Linked DNA regions of Manis pentadactyla: region 2 is linked to region 1. A link is a contact called in public Hi-C data. All regions are on one chromosome and are shown on one strand. The core of a region is the stretch at or near the end of the contact, and the rest is flanking DNA. Distances in the headings are between cores, read along the strand shown.

Region 1 (5,455 bases), core at 1,862-4,361:
ACACACAGATATGTACACATGTGTCTATTTATAGAATGAGATACTGTAAGTATAGTGTGCATTCCCCATTATCTCATTGACAGCTTCTCTCCCTGACACACATTCTTGCTGAAATGGACCAGCTTTTCTCCTCAAGAAACAGAAGAGACCCTGGCCATCTTTTCTAGGGAAAAACCCAGAGTCCAGAGACCCAAGAGAGGCATTCAGCAAAGGACCCTGCTATGACTCTGGCCTCTATCTCCCCCCTTTGCCAAATGAAACTGGCAGATTCCTGGGTCTTTTCTCGCTGGGGAGTGGGGCGGGAACCCTAGGAGCCCCCAGGAGCACCAGAAAAATGATAACTGGAGGCTGTAGTTTGAAACATCCAAATATTCTTAGTTCTGCTCCCCCCCTCTGCACCTGCAGCCTCCTGCCAAATTGTTTAAAGGCTCTCCACGTTCAACTCTGCCCTTTTAATTTTCTTATTAGGGTTGTTGGGTCTGGGGGAAGGGGAGGAATTACAAATGGGAAAGTCTGGTCAAAAGCCCTCCTGCCTCTGGTTTGGTAGAAACACCAAAAGGGGGAGGGGAGGTAAGAAGGCAGAAGCAAAGTGCAGACTGAGAGGGATTAGTTGGGGTGGGAGGGCTTAGGTTGCAGTGGGGAGGCCAGGAGAGAACGGGGAGCCTACTGCAATGGGGGCAGTTCAAGTTAGGAGGTAGACTTGTTAACCTTGACTTTGCTTTTGGTGGGGCTAGAACACAGCTTTTCCTACCCTAAATCTGCACCCCAACCAAGCTTAGAGTCTGGGGCGAGGATATAAAATTAAATTTTCATATGCACATGAACCACAGTGAAGGCTTTGTGGGTGTGTGTGCCTTTCCCTCACCCTCATGAACACTGCTCATTTTCTGGCAGTCTCTACAGGCTGATTTGCCAAGGCCACCTTTGCAGAATAGACCCAAGAGGGTAAGGCTCTGCCCTTGCCCGCCAAAAGAGCGCGTGTGCGTGTATGAGCGGGCATGCGTGTGAGCAGAGCATGCAAGAGGGGTGTGTGTGAGTGTGACACAGGTCGCTGCCAGGCATGTGTGTGTGCTGCATCCATATACAAAGCGCCACAAGATCCAGGCCACCCCAGTCTGCTCAGTTCTCAGTATTTCATCTGCCTCCACACCCAGCAAGCCTCTCTTCTATACAACCTCCAGTAGCCAGTTTCACCTAGAGCACGAGTAACCCTCCCCTCCCAATTGGGCCTTTTCTGATGCTTTTTGCTCCAACTTTTCAGGGCAAGTCAGTTCCCTCAGCCTCCCTCCACTGCTCTTGCTTCCTCCACATTTTTTCTCCAGGTGTCAGAGAAAGGTCCTGGAGGCCCCCGTTCCTGCAGTAGAAATGAATCTTGAATCCTGAGCTTGAACTCTGGCTACACTTTCTTTCTCCAACCAAAATCACAAGGAAATCCAACCAAGGCCACATTCCCTTTCAGGAGAAAACCGTTTGCCACGCACACAGAAATTCCCCAACCACTCGTTCGTAAGCTGCTTTTGGAAACCAATGAAAAATTTTTTTTATTTGACTAGAAAAAAAGAAGATAAAAACATATTAAAGGGGAGGAAAAATAACTTAACATTCCAAATGCCCTGTTCCAACACCATCCCCAAGCCAGACGTCTGGGGAAAGGAGGGATGAGGCGGGCAGCTCTTCACCTCCACCTCTTCCCGCCCCAGCCCCTCTGCCTGGGGGCCTGGCCGAGCCCAAAACGGAAGGAGCCCAAACCACACGCACAAATCAGACCCACAAACAACAAATCGCGCTTCGCAGGAAACAATTTTCAACTGGGAAAACGCAGAAAAGGGAAATCCCCCTTCTCCCAAGCCTTCCCTACACCCTGGCACAAGATCGCCATTTTAAGCTTTTTGCAAGCTTCTGACCTGAGCTGGGGACATCAGACCCCACCAGGATACCAGCGCAGAGCAAGCAAACCAAAGCCTGCCCCCACCCGGGAGCGGTCACCCGCCCTGGCAGCATAAGGCGCCTGCAGACTGCCGGTGGTGCGCATCACCCCCTGGTCTCGGCGCCCACGGCAGCTGCCGGCCCAGCACCTCCACTTCGCCGCTTACCTTCCCTAACCAAATGACGCGCCACCAGCCTGGCGCTCAGCAAACACGAGTCGCAAGCCGGGATTTCATTCCCGGGACGTCCAAGGCCTCCTCGGCCCAACCCGCCCCCCGCTCCCACCCCGGCCACGAAGACCAAGTGCCCGAGCGTCCCAGCCGGGCCGCGGCCCCAGCGACCTTACCTTTCGCTTCGTTATCCGAGGTGTCTGGGCTGGAGTCGGCGGTTTTGGCCCGCTCCTTTTCACTCTCCAAGGGGCTGCCTTTGGGGCCCGCCAGACTCTGCTCGGTCTTGATCTCATTGGGGCTAGGGGTCTGGCTGTCGGACTTGGGGGTCTCAGGGAAACTCACTTTGCCCCCGAGCTGGGGAGATTCCAGATGTTCGGCGCGCGGGGTGAGACTGGCCCGCTGCTCGAAAGGGGCTTCGAAGTCGTTGGCCCCGGCACAGTGGGGCGGCTTGTCCAGCGCGGAGTAGCTCGGGCTGGCGCGGTAGTAGCTGGGCACAGGCACCTCGTGCTCCCCGAGGCAGGACTCCTGCAGGGGGTGGGAGTAGAGGGCTGCCTCGGGGCCACTTTTAGCCCGCTTCTCCGCGCTGTACATGCAGCAGACATTCTCCTCCTTGACACTAGGTGGGTAGGAACAGGAGGACAGCGGCCTGCCAACAGGTTGTTCCAGGCGGTAGGCGGCTTTGGGGTCGCCCCAGGAGTCCAGCTGCGAGAGGTAGGACGGGTAGGTGTTGAGGGAGAGATTGGGGCTGCTGCCCTCGTCCCTCTTGGATAGCGAGGGCGCGAGCCCGCAGCCCCGCATCACCCCGCAGTTGAAGTCACTCCCAGATTGCATATACATGCCTGCGCTTCGGCTATAGCGCTCTCCTCCGCCTGGCGCAGCCAAGGGCTCCGCATACGAGTTCGGAGTTACATTGCGAGGGCATGTCATTTTCAGAGAGAGGGGTTTTTAAGGAGCAATACTACAGCGGAGGAGCTGACATCTTTTTTTTTCCCTATCCGGGAGGGTGGGGGGCTGTTGGAGGGGCGGGAGGGAAAAGAAGGGGGGGGGGAATATCAGCTCCATAATTATCCGTGTATTCGGTCCTCACCATGTGACGGCTAGACCAATGGGATTTGAAAATGGCCTTGATGATTCAGACGGCCGTGACGTCAGCGGGGTCAAGTTGTCGGCAGGCGGAGGGCTCAGCGTGGAGTAACAGCGCCACCTAGCAGCCACCTTGGGGTAGGGGCGCGGGAGCCCATCCCCGCGAACAAAGGAAGCGCCCCCGGGGCGGCAGGGGCAGGAGCGGGTGGAGTAAGATAGGGGGGCTCTAGGGAGAATGGGGCTTGTTTACCCAGGAACCAGCCTGTAACTCCTGGGGAGAGGGGAGCGGAGAGGGGGCAAATGCGGGAGAAAGGGAGAAAGCGAGGCAACTCGGGGCTCAAAACAGTCAAATTCAAATTAAAAGGTCAAGACACGATTCAGGTACTTCTTCCCCTCTTCTCACCTCCCTTTCTCCTCTCCTTGACCCCCGCCCCCTCTTCTTCCCTCGGGAATGGGAGTTGGGTGAGGTTGGGTGGGGGGAGGGCTCCTGTGAGCAAAGACAGAGAGAAAAAGTTAGGACTCCCAAACAAAACTAAAGTTTCTGCTCTCCCGCGTCCAGGTTCGTCAGGTTTGGCCTGGGAACTCAGTTTGGGGACCTTCAGTCACGGAAGCTGATTGAGTTGCAAGCTCCCAGTGGAATCTCCTCTCTCTGGGGTGGACCAGGTAGGGGTCACCATCACTTTAGGGATACTGAGGGGAAAGGAGGTTCTGAGTGAATCTAGGAGTCGGGGCAGGAGGAAGCCGGCAACCAGAGGCACCGGTTCCCCGACCTGGGAGTGCAGCCGCCTGGGCCTGGCAGGGTGGGCGGCTCCTGGGTTGCCATCCCAGGGGCGGGAAGGCTTTGGCCTTGGAGTCGGTTCTGCTGCTTTTGCTCCAGGCCCTGGCGGCCCTCCAAATGACCTTGCCCCAACTAAAACAGGGAATATCCCAGAGCGAAAGAGGAAAATCCTCGGGGTCTCTGCTGCTCTGGAGGAGTCATGGATCATACAGGAAACCAGGACACCAGATGCCACAAAAAATATGACCGAGAGAAATGTCCTTTCCAGAGCGAATGAGCTGGGGGCATTTTTGAAAGGAGAACAGGGACCAGTCTATTTTTGTGGTTTTTATTGTTTAATAAAGGGTGTCGAGAAATGGGAGACAAGGTATATTTCACATAGTTCTATCCATGTCGCTATCGCCATTCTCCCAAAGCGAACTAAACTCTCCACCCCTTCCTCAGGAAACGGAATCTGGAGAATAACTTGTCTTTCCGGTTGCCCCGCATTTTCCCTTGGATGAAGCCGCCTCGGGTTTCGACTTTCGGAAGGGCTGGAGCGTGGCTGGGAAAAGGATCGGAGCTCCAGGCGCCCTGGCGTGAAGTGAGGAGGCTGGATCGCTTCTAGGGAGGCCCAAGCCCCCGCTGCTAGAACGTGACTTCGGAAAGAAATCCGCCGAATTCTCTCATCCAGGGGGTGAGAGAGAAGGCAAAGGGGTCCCTGAATTTCGGGAAAACTGGAAGAAAATATGTAATGTGTGACTTGCTTGCAGGGCCAGCCAGAGGAGATCTGAAATGGTTTTGTGCTTTCATTTGCAGGGTTAGCGGTGGGCTCAGCACAGGTTTGGCCTGGGCAAGGTTAGGCTGTTTAGGCCCCAGACAAGACTTGGGACAGCCTCGGCAGCCGTCAATCCAGGGAGCCATTTGTCCCACCGCCCACCCCGCGGGAAACGGCAGAGACTTTATGACCACTCTGTTTGTATTATCTGCATAAGTCTTTCCCCACCAGTTTGATCGAAACTGTTCGCTTTTACGAGGACCCAACGAAAATTCCCCGTCATATTTATCAGCCGGGGATAAAAATTTAGTATGGGAACTGATATTTCCTCATTTATGGGGCGATGAAATTAAAGACCAAAGCAATTGAGAATTATATGGCTTTGGGGGGTTCCCTCCCCCCTCTTTCACATCTCCTTTATTTTCCTTCCTGGTGTGCCTGTCCCTGGAGTTTGGAATCCCAGTCCCCTGCCCTTGCCCTCATTTTGGGGTTTGCTGGGCCCTCTCCCCACACCCAAATACTGCTTGGCCACGTCAGCTTTTCCTGGTTTTTCTCTGAATAAAAAACCTGCAATCCCGGAGCCTCTGCCCAGGCCTGGCCGTGGAAGGTTGCAAAGAGCCTTGGACGGGAAGAGTGTGAGCCCAGCCTGGGATGGAGTGTGGGAGGCAGTGGGAGGAGAGTGCTGGAGACGAACTCCAGATTACCTCTCAAAAAACAGCAAGCCCCAAAGCTTAACTCAGG
Region 2 (5,455 bases), core at 1,215-3,714, 310 kb before region 1:
CATCCCACTCAACGCCGACTCCCGCCCAGCGCAAGTGTAAACTTGGCCTTGGGGAGTCATTCGAAGTCCAGTCTCCTCCAGACCTCGCCGCAACTCCACCAGGCGGCGCCAACAACATGGCAAAGGAGTCTTCCTTAGGCTAAGCCGCTCCTGCGGTGTGTCTCACGGTTTTAGGGAGATAGATTTGGACCGTCTCAGACAAAGGGAAGAATCCAGGCTTTTGCACCCCTGGTGGGAAACCCTCGCAAGCGACACGCAAAGCACGGGAAGATGTGGGGGCAAGGACTGGGAATCTGAACTCTAGGTTCTACTGGGCTTCATATAGTGACCTTGAGTTAGTCCTTTCCGTCCCTGAACCTCAGTTTCCCCATCTACAAAATGATCAGGTTTGGGTCTCTCAAAAGTTCATTGAAATTTATTATATCTAAGACTAAAAACTGGGACTGTGCCATTTACAGATATGCTGGAATACCTTTTCATCTGGTCACTTAAACTGTCTCTGGGACAGGGAAGCTCTCTGCTCAGCTGCCTCTCACATGATGTAGGGGAAGGGATCTCCTCTCTATCTCCAGAATTCACTTCAATGACATACTCCCTAAGAGCAGCCAGTGACTCTGTGACCCCTGCCCTCTAGCCCTGCTGGGTGACAAGAAGCTCAAACAAAAAAGACCAAACCAAAACCCAGCATATCCATGGTGTCTTCCTGAGTTGCATCTTCTTTGCTCACTTCCTCTTCTCTACCCACTTCCCAGTCTTTTGGAAGAAAGGGGGAAGGAAGGTGAGATGATGACTACTCAAGAGGAAGGAGAGGGGAAGAGGGGCCTCCTAGGTTTGTCAGTTGTGAAGCTGGGGATGGCAGTTCACTGTGGATTCAGAAATGGAACTCAATAAGGAGTTGGAGATTGTTTTTTGTCTGTTTTCTCCAGGTCTGTCTAACTAAAAAACAAAAAAGACAGAGACTGGAGATCCAGAAATCTGAGGGGCAAGAGTAGCCCTAGAGGAGAGTGGGTGGAGAAAAGCACAGGCTAGGTCACATGTGAGAAGAAAAATAGGGGGCTGGAAGAAACTAGGAATAAAGGGGTTGGGATGCTAATAGGCCCCAGAGACACTTCAAACCTGCTTTAATACTGAATTCATCATTTACCCCTTTTCCTAAGGAAATGTGCTCATCCCACATTCTCTATCTTACCAATTCAGAGCACCATAATCCACCAGGAAAACTGAGTGTTATCCTAGTCTTCCCTCTTCCTAACACCTCTTCCAATGAATCGCTAAATAAGTCCTATTTGACTCTTTAGTGATTCTGATCATCCACTGTTCTCTATTCCCACAACCACTGCACTAAGCAGGACTAGCTACATAATTTGTGGGGTCCAGTGCAAAATGAAAAAGCAGAGCCACTTGTTCAAAAAGGATCTCAGGACAGTGACTACAGAGCATTAAACCAAGCACCAGACCCTTCTAAGTGTGGGGCCCTGTGTGATAACCCAGGTGGCATGCCCATGAAGCCAGCCCTGGTTCTAACTCAGGCCCTGTCAATTTCTTGTGTGAACAAGTGCTGCTTTAACAATTCTCTCTCAATTCTGGCCTACTCCTACTTCTGTCTTTCACTCCTACCCACAGCTACCTGAGTGCAAATTTCTCATGGACTTCAGGATAAAACCCCAGCTCCCTAGCATGATACACAAGGCCTTCCTTTATCATGGCTCACCCCTCCAGAATCTTCTCTGTTGCTCCCTACCTCACATTCTTGTTTACCTCTACCAAAACCTCTGATTCTATGCATCCTGTTCCCTTTGCCTAGAATGTCTTTCCTCTTATCTTCCCAACAAAGCCCTATTGATCATTCAAAACTCAGCTCAGGTATCTCTCTGTGAACTCTTTCCTTACCTCCTCCTTAGCAATTAGCTCCTTTTCTCTTAAGTCTTTGAAATACTTTAAGGGTCAGGAAACACTTTATTAAAAATGTAATCATTTAAAATGTAACCATTTAAAAAGGGAAAAAACATTCTTGGCTCCTGGCCCATACAAAAAGAGAGGTGGTCTAGATTTGGCCCAGAGGCCAAAGTTTGCTGAACCCCGGCTTTAGAGAACCAATTAAGCATTTATATACTTACATATCTGTGTTCTCTGCTAGACTGTGCACAAGCCTATGTACCTACCTTCTTGTACCCCCAGTATCCAGTTCAGGATCTGAAGCATAGTAGGCACTCAGCACATATATGTCAAGTGAACAGATGAATGAATGATTGCCCAGGGGCCTGCACCCTGTGGGGAGGGAAGCCAAAATCCTAGTTGCTTCATTTCTCACATATCTTCATCTGACTTCTTTCCTCAGATGTGCTAGGGTATCACATGGAACCCTCTGACTTGAACCATCTCTGAGAACCACCAAGAAGGAAGACAGTAACCCAAGGCTTCTTGGGTGCCTAGAGTTGCTCCTAGAACTTGTCCTTGTCCTTTGGCCCCCCGAAAAGTGGCCCAGATATTCTGATGATCCGTTTCCATGTCCCAACACTTCTTGGCAATGATTTTATCATGACCCACCATGCAAAGAAAGGAAGGAAACAGAGCTTGGGTCTCAGAAAGGAGAAAGGAAGGAGTGAGGCAGGTTTGGTGTAACTAGCAGGGGAATTTCAACAGAGAAGCCCAGATTGTACTGGCCAAAACAAAAATGAGTAGGACTGGTGGCGAGGACAAGGGAGGAAGTAGCTAAAGTTGGGCAACTGGGGAATTTCTTATTCTTTTAGTCTAGTATAAAAAGAGAACCAAAAGCAGGATACCTCCTACTTGAAGCCTGACTGCCCATCAGAAAGAATTACTCTTTCAGTGGGTTGGACTTCTTCCACTGGAGGGAGAATTGAAGGCTGGGAGACTTGGGTGAGTACTTTTGTGGTAGATTTACTTTCTCTGTCTACTCATCTCCCAGATGGTTAAAACAGGTTTGTATATGTGCATAATGGACAGGCACAGAAGGGACTACAGGGGCATCCTGCATACAGAGAGGAGAATCCTGGGTGACCTTAGGGGATGGAAGGAATTGGAAGGATTGGGGGGCACTGAGGTTGCTGAGAGTATCTGGATGGATACTGAGGAGGCCTGGAGTCTGTTGTGGACAGAGACTAGGAGATACTTAGATAAGCATTTGGGAAATCTTTGAGAATGGGAAAGGACTAAAAGAGCCTAAGGAGAATGTTGGGGATCTTGTGATGAAGAGGCTTGGAATGGTTTGGGAGGCTGGTGAGCTCCCAGAGCAGTTCAGGTGTCTGAGGCCCAGAGCTGTTCAGGTCTAAGTTCCAGACCAGGTTTCTGACTCCCTGTTCCTCTTCTACTCCTCCCTTTTCAGCTTCCATCATGTGGAACACCAACCTCAACACCAACTTCTCCTGCTACCATGAGTCTGTGCTGGGCTATCGTTACGTTGCAGTTAGCTGGGGGGTGGTGGTGGCTGTGACAGGCACCATAGGCAACGTGCTCACCCTGCTGGCCTTGGCCATCCAGCCCAAGCTCCGTACCCGCTTCAACCTACTCATTGCCAACCTCACAGTGGCCGATCTGCTATACTGCACCCTTCTCCAGCCCTTCTCTGTGGACACCTACCTCCACCTATACTGGCGCACTGGTGCTACCTTCTGCAGGGTCTTTGGGCTCCTCCTCTTTGCATCCAACTCTGTCTCCATCCTCACCCTCTGTCTTATCGCCCTGGGACGCTACCTCCTCATTGCTCATCCCAAGCTCTTTCCTCAAGTTTTCAGTGCCAAGGGAATAGTGCTGGCACTGGTGGGTACATGGGTGCTGGCTGTGGCCAGCTTCGCCCCTCTCTGGCCTATCTATATCTTGGTGCCCGTAGTCTGCACCTGCAGCTTTGACCGAATCCAAGGCCGGCCCTACACCACCATCCTCATGGGCATCTACTTTGTGCTTGGGCTCAGCAGTGTCAGCATCTTCTATTGCCTCATCCACCGCCAGGTGAAGCGAACAGCACGGGCACTGGATCAGTACAAGCTGCACCAAGCAAGCATCCACTCCAACCACGTGGCTGGGACAAATGAGTCCATACCTGGTCATTTCCAGGAGCTGGACAGCAGCAGGTTGGCATCCGGAGAGACCAGCGAGGGGATTTCATCTGAGCCAGTCAGTACTGCTACCACCCAGACCCCGGAAAGGGACTCATCAGAAGTGGGGGACCAGCACAGCAATAAGGTAGCTAAGCAGATGACAGAGAAACACCTTCCAGAAGCACCTGCCAGAACCGGGGCAACTAAAGCAGGCCAAAGGGCTCAGGAGTCTCCATCAGAGTTTAGGAAGGTGACTCGGATGTGTTTTGCTGTGTTCCTTTGCTTTGCTCTGAGCTACATCCCCTTCTTGCTGCTCAATATACTGGATGCCAAGGTCCAGGCTCCCCGGGTTGTCCACATGCTTGCTGCCAACTTCACCTGGCTCAATGGTTGCATCAATCCTGTGCTCTATGCAGCCATGAACCGCCAGTTCCGCCAAGCCTATGGCTCCCTCCTAAAACGAGGACCCCAGAGTTTCCGTAGGCTCCACTAGAACTATGTCCCCAGTCACCAGAATCCAGGACTGTCCCTTCCGGAACTAAAGTAACCAGCTGGTATGGAAGTAGATGAGAGAAAGACTTGTGGATATTTTCACAGACAACCTTCCTCCACCCTCAAACAAGACCTCTCTATCCCTGATCAATGTTTCAGACCTAGGCTGCCCAAGGTACATTATTAATTATTAATAAATGAATTCTATCCCTTTAAGGATCAGCTATGGTCTTTGAAGAAGGAAATAGGCCAGAGTTGATGTACAGTCGGAACATAATAGTTGAAGGTTCTGGGAGACCTAGGTCAGAACAGAGGCAAGAGGAAGCAGTCTATCAGGGACATAACCTTCTGCTGGGGGGCTTCCAGCTATAAAACATTTGAGTTGGTTTAAGAGGAGCGACCTCTTTTCTTTGTTGAATTTCCCAGAAATGTCCCCTGCCCCTGACTACTTCTGCCAGGATCTTCCATTCCCACAAACAGATTTATTCAGCTCAAAAAAGTTTTGTAATCCAGCTTTGATAACCACTCCAGTGAGCCATCCAGCTCCCTGGCCTTTGCCCTATCTTAAGAGAATTGCCACGGAGGAGGACTCCTTGCTCTGCGTAAACTGAACTGAGCTTAACTGAGGCAATGGTAGACAGGGGTTCCAGCTGCCCTCAAAGAGTCACACTGGTCAGAGGTAACACACCTAGGTCCTGGTCCCTCACTTCCTCCAGATTTGCTTTTGTCATCCGGGCTTATGAGAACAAAACAGAGATTCTAGTTAAGAGGGTTAAGGGGCCAGGCTGAGGGGAGATCATACCATTCCCCTCTTCCAGCATGACGAACAGCCTATCATCCATGTGCTTGTATACACAGGATAAAGTACCTGTGGCCACCAGGTGACGCTGGTTCTCTGTGTTTCC

What was found. Hi-C and Micro-C count contacts between places; a contact is called where the count stands out from the background.
Region 2: a contact with region 1 is called in a Hi-C map of fibroblasts, with 5 times the contacts expected there. The contact joins the promoter of GPR84 here to the promoter of HOXC10 in region 1. A contact is called at or near these places in 2 of 3 Hi-C or Micro-C datasets (fibroblasts and skin fibroblasts).

What each region holds. Positions count from the first base shown.
Region 1 is chr10:38,328,491-38,333,945 of mManPen7.hap1, reverse strand. It overlaps HOXC10 (homeobox C10), which reads right to left and starts at 3,111. Exons shown (of 3, transcript XM_057486714.1): 1 at 2,936-3,111; 2 at 2,273-2,798. The coding sequence starts at 2,989. LOC118927170 (a long non-coding RNA gene) reads left to right here and starts at 3,355. Exons shown (of 3, transcript XR_005030737.2): 1 at 3,355-3,560; 2 at 3,739-3,842; 3 at 4,402-5,455.
Region 2 is chr10:38,634,902-38,640,356 of mManPen7.hap1, reverse strand. It overlaps GPR84 (G protein-coupled receptor 84), which reads left to right and starts at 2,464. Exons shown (of 2, transcript XM_036915342.2): 1 at 2,464-2,880; 2 at 3,347-5,455. The coding sequence starts at 3,355. The coding sequence ends at 4,551.